Regions from separate parts of the Zea mays genome. Here region 2 is linked to region 1. A link is a contact called in public Hi-C data. All regions are on one chromosome and are shown on one strand. Each heading gives the region's core, a stretch centred on a gene start, on an enhancer-like site or on the middle of the called end of the contact. The rest is flanking DNA. Distances are from core to core; before and after follow the strand shown. Region 1 overlaps LOC103631953 (methionine--tRNA ligase, chloroplastic/mitochondrial). Region 2 holds the start of LOC100280497.

Region 1 (2,700 bases), core at 4-2,503:
AAGCTATGATACATAAAGAAACTGCACCCCGCTTCTGTAGTTTTGTGATATGACTACATTGCTTATTATGTCCCCACTTATCTACAGGATCTCGTACTTATTTTAGAGACAATGAGGATAATTGCAATCACACTATCTCCTATCACTCCAAGCCTTTCTCTGAGGATTTACACACAGCTTGGTTTCACAGAAGACCAGTTTAGGGTGTTGAGATGGGTATGTTCTTGTATCATAGACATGCTGTATGATTCCGTTCTTATTTATATATGTTCATCCTCAAAAATACAATCAGGCATCATCAGGAAATGCAGTCTTCAATCTTATATGGATCAGCCTCAGTATTTTCCAGAGCATGTAATCATTTTCAGTTATGTCATTAGGAGGATACGAAATGGGGAGGCCTTAAAGCAGGCCAGGTAATGTCGGAGCCAAAGCCAGTATTTGCAAGGATAGAAACCGAGGTGGAAGAGGAAGCCCAAACAAGTTCAAAAGCAGCAAAAGGTGGGAAGAAAGCACGCAGGAAAGGACTTGTGGAGGCATAGTTTCTGTTGGAACAGTGTATCAGCATCGTTAAAAGGAGAATATTTCATCTTCTCTTTTTTTTGGAAAAAAATCTTTAGCCTATCTGTTCCTGAAATTTGTTCTTTGCTAACGTGTCACATTGTATCATGTAGATAGCCAAAAAAAGACCACTATTGATTCTGATGCTCTGTCAGAGAGAGAGCTAGGATAATTGCGAGTAGAGCTAGCAGCGGATTTGGATCATCCAAAATCTAATTGGATATTTGTTGTTTTGGATAAGGTGGAGAGCAACTTAAAAAAACCCAATGTCCATTAGATATCTTTGGACTTGACTTGTTTCTAATGTTTGGAGACATGCTGATTTTTATGAACTAATAACACAGTAGCTGGTTGTTATATGGAGTTGTTGCAAATAAATGTTTAATCGACTTTGCTAAAATTTTAAGGCGTGAATTTAAGATTTTAAATTTTAGAGTCTAGACGGTCGACGGAGAGTTTGCGCGGGGATTGCAACCGCATCGCACGGAAGTTGGAAAGCTGACAAGTTGGCGGCGATGATGGGTTCGAACTGGGCGGCGATGATGGGTTCGAACTGTCCACACGGCACGGCAGTAACGGTATGGGGTTTTTGCTCGGATCTGTTCCGTCCGATCCCACTGGAGCCGTCCGTCTAGGTGTCTACAGTGTGCCTAGACTTGAGGCAATAAGGCGCGGGAGCGGTCCCCAGTCTCGTTCCGGAGGCACATGCTGCCGTTGCGGCCTCACAGCAGTACAGCACGGGCCACTCCTGCACGCACACTCGCACAGCCGCCGATGTCCACCGCTGCGCGTACAGGTACAGCCGTAGTGTCAGCTTCGCATTCCTTTCTTTATTTTCTTTTGACTACTCCATGAGACGACAGCACGGGGCGCTCCTCCTTTTGAGGCAACCAAAAGGCTAGGCAGCGCTCTCCCAGCTTTTGGGCACGCTCACCCTGTCATACCCAGGTCCGGCGTTTACTTTAATTTTCCGCTAGCAAACAATACCGTATTTTGTATGATGTTGGATCTAAGGACGGTTGAAACGGATCCCCTAACGTACATGAGCCGACGACAGGGGTCTACTGGTTTTACTCCGACCTTGATCGATTCGGTCCGTTGGTTGGTTAGTTTACGAATCATTCGATATGAATTGCGTTGTAGTTGAACCGATCGATATTGATTGATCGATATGAATCCATGCACTGGCGAATCGGTGATATCGATCTAAATTGATCGGTATTGATAGTCTTTAGCCACATGTAGACATCATTTTAAAGTAAAAAACATTTTTCAAAACTAAAAAAAATCTAGAATACGGGAAGCTTACTGATTTTGAGTACGACACTCTTCTTGTCTAGACTCTAGCGTGCCTACTACTCTCCCGCCAATGTTTTTCAAGCTTTCTTGTTTAGTTTGTGATGAGAGCTTATTGATGTTGAGGGTTGTTTGGTTTTTCTAAGTATAAGAGACAATTAATAGACTATATAATATAACTTTGAGACATTAGATCATAAATACAGCTAAAAGACAACATGTATGAGAGTCGTAAAAAGACGAGCTCTTCACAAAGAGCATGTCTCTTATATTTTTTTTTCAAATAAACTTTTAAAGACCCCTCAAAAGACCACATATTAAATAGGATTGTACATGCTTTAAGTATGTACGAGTTTACTAAACTGTATCACCCTAGAGCACATTATGGGCTCCGAGCCCTTTACTGATCATGGGTTCGTAGGTTGACCCCTCGGTAGGGTTCGACAATCGCCCCAGAGCATAGAGTCAGGGATAACTATGGGTAAGCTCATACATGGCCAAGGCTCGGGCTACAATGCCGAGGTACACTAAGACATATCTGATACCTCCAGGAACGATTTGTGACGGTATCCCATTCAGAGGGAGGCATCGAGCCCTCGAACCCCATCGAACAGGTCCGAGACCAGAGAATCACTCGCAGGTACTTTGAGGCGCATCTCCGGACCACTAGACGACCGCTATCAAACGAGACTCGAGCCTTCGCTCGAATTACTCGTTACCAGCTCATCGGAGACGACATGCTCGTTGCCCACCGAGGGTAGCATGGCGCTTTCCCCCTCTTCCTCCTTGTGGAAAGGCGACGAAGAGGCATATCATTAAAAAGTCAAGGCGTTTCCGATCATC
Region 2 (2,700 bases), core at 46-2,545, 480 kb after region 1:
GATGCATTGAGGAGAGGGGGTAATGCAATTTTTGCTCTCCTTGGTCAGGACACGTAAAATGCATCGTGTGTATGTATTACATGTTGGAAGCTAAGGAAAAGCACATATGCATCTCTTTTTACATGTTCTATTGGGATCAGCCAACAGAGTTTCCTTGCTCGTCTCATTCTTCGACCCTAGAGTAGATCTGGACATTTTTTGGACCAGTTCGGGTTCGGATCGGGCCAAAAATCCGGTAGAAATCTAGTTGGCCCGAGCCCGCCCGTGGCACCGACCTATACTCTAATATCTTGGCCCGAGCCCACCCATGACTTGACCCGATGCCCACGGATCAACCCGGTGGCTGGACCGTAAGTAGATTTGAGTTGTGCCTGACAGCAGACCTGAGCGGACGACCTATGACTAACGAGAGGTGTTCGGCCCACAACTCATTTTCTCCACTCATTTTGTGTTTGTTAAAGATGAAGATGAACTTACGTATGTCGAGGCAAAGTTCGGCTCATAGACTATGGAAGTATATTTTTGGACAGAGGATGAGACAAAGTTACAGTTTTTTATTATTTTATTGGGTCGACATGCTGCATGTAGGCTATCATCGTGGCCCGAGCCCAACCTGGATTTTTTGACGAGTTAAACTTTTGGCCCGCATGGCCGCATCCGCCCGTGGCACTGACCGGGTCGAATTGGGTCAGATTTTTTCGAACGGATTGGACCGGTGCCTGTTAGGCCATCTTGAGAGGGCCGTGTAAACGAATTTGTAAAGTACTGTTTTGTACTATAGATTATAATGTTTATAGAGTGAAGTTTAAAATAAAGAGTGAGATAAGGAGGGCTGGAGCCGTAACCGAGCCATACCAAATTAAAAAAAACTAACAATACGGCCCAACTATCCATCTGGCCCAAGTGCCTCGCCCTTTCTCCGCAACTCCACCCCAGGCAGCCCTCACCCCCTCACCGCCGCGGCCACCTGCGTCCGCCCGTCCCGACCTCCGTCCTCCGCCTCCGGCACCGTCGCGGCCCCCTGAACGCAGTCCGATTCCAGCCTCCGCCAGCCCGCCCACCAGCCACCGGCTTCCGGCCTCCGCCCGCCGGCGGCGGCCTCTGCTCTCCGCCCACCTGGCCACCTCCGCATCCGGCCTCAGCCTCCGGTGTCCGGTGTCCGCCCCCGCAGTGGGCGTGCCGCACTGGGCTGAGGAAGAACAGCTTCCGGTTCCTGCTGCTGATCTTGAACGGCGCGGCGCTCAGGTCGGAGGAGGCCTGCCGACGAGACTGAGGTAGCAGAAGGAGCCATACCAAAAAGAGAATCTTCCTCCGCCACTGTCGACTCCCATCTGCGAGGGTAGCTTCGCGCCGAGGCGTCAGTGGCGCGATGAACGTCCCTGTAGTCGGTGAGTTCTCGATGCGATTCGTGTGGATTTTCGTCGTTCGGGGTTGGAAAACGTGTCTATCGGGTAGAATTCCGGAGAAATCTGGTGGCCGTGTTGCGGTTAGTGTGTTTTTCTTTCACATATTTGGTAATTTAGGGGTTTAGAGGGGGCGGGAGGCATGACGAAAGTAGAGTTCTTCTGTTTTAGGCGATCTGTGGGCTGAAACTTTGGGTGTTATATCTGAAGTTAACCCCATGTTTTTGCTCTATAATGTTTGTGGTTGGCTGGTAATATGATTGGTTATTTGTTTATGTCGATTGATGTAGTTCATTTGGGTGTTCTAGTGGCACCGAAATGAAGTGTTGTCTAGGGTTGAAAACAGGGTTTTAGATTACTTTTTTTTAGTTTGCTTGATGTGCATGCGAAAATTTTGTTCTCGTTAAGGGCCTCTAACGTAATGGTTAAGGCTTTCGAGTAGCATCTCCAGGTCTTGGGTTCGATCCCCTCGGGGGCGAATTTCGAGCTTGGTTAAAAAAATCCTCTTGCTGCCGCCCGCCTGCTCTCGCGGATCGATATCCTGCGCACCACCCTGTGGCTGGGCCGTTGCACAGTGGGTAGTTGATCGGCCCGTTAGTGATGGGGCAGGGTTCTTAATATAATACCGGGAGGGCGGTCTTTCCCTCCCCGGCCGCCGAGTTTAGTTAGCAAGGTTGGTTGTAGGGTAGGAATTGGTAGTCAAAAAAATTCTGGCGGAATCAATGCATTTTGCCATCTGTTTTGTCGTCTAATGAAATTTTAAATTTTGGTGATAGGTTTCAAGGTATTCATTGTCATTTTGAGTGTCCATATCACTGTTTAGGATATTCTTCTAGTATTTACTAATGTCCATATATTATCTGAAATATCATATTTAGGGAAAATTTGATCTGTGGCATCAAAAGATCGCAATTTTAGAAATATACCTTCATACTGTCTTTGTTCACTTTAATACCGCCGAGATTTTGGGCCATTTAGAAATATGCCAGTCAGTTACCTTTTCTATAAACCCAGCCTCGCCACTGTCATCCTACCGTTTCCTTTCGATTGATAGTGGAATGAGTTCTTCCTCCACCCTGGCTCTCTCCGATGGATGCTCCAACATGCTATGGTCACCTCAAGCTGACCCTAAACTAGGTTTGTCTTCGCTCATGCCTGCTTCACGGCGCTCTCTTGTCCAAGTCTCTTCTTGTCACTGCCCCTCACCTCCTATGCCACCCGAAGTGCAGATCCATCTGGCCTTGGATTCGTTCGACCATACCAAATCTGTGTTGTTTCTCAAATCCGATTCAGCCTC

Evidence for each region. Hi-C and Micro-C count contacts between places; a contact is called where the count stands out from the background.
Region 2: a Hi-C map of endosperm shows a contact between it and region 1, with 2.8 times the contacts expected there. The contact joins the promoter of LOC100280497 here to the enhancer-like site in region 1. A contact is called at or near these places in 2 of 25 Hi-C or Micro-C datasets (endosperm and leaf).

The regions. Positions count from the first base shown.
Region 1 is chr1:21,050,483-21,053,182 of Zm-B73-REFERENCE-NAM-5.0, forward strand. It overlaps LOC103631953 (methionine--tRNA ligase, chloroplastic/mitochondrial), which reads left to right. Exons shown (of 12, transcript XM_008653808.3): 11 at 88-216; 12 at 381-920. The coding sequence ends at 542. Among protein-coding and RNA genes, the nearest start is that of LOC103631953, 14 kb to the left of the region's middle. Within about 2 kb of position 1,254, at least 20 of the 20 cell types and tissues checked have an H3K27ac peak or open chromatin away from gene starts, as enhancers often do. A contact at or near this core is called in endosperm and leaf, where this site is marked.
Region 2 is chr1:21,530,507-21,533,206 of Zm-B73-REFERENCE-NAM-5.0, forward strand. It overlaps LOC100280497, which reads left to right and starts at 1,296. Exons shown (of 5, transcript NM_001153417.1): 1 at 1,296-1,388. The coding sequence starts at 1,370.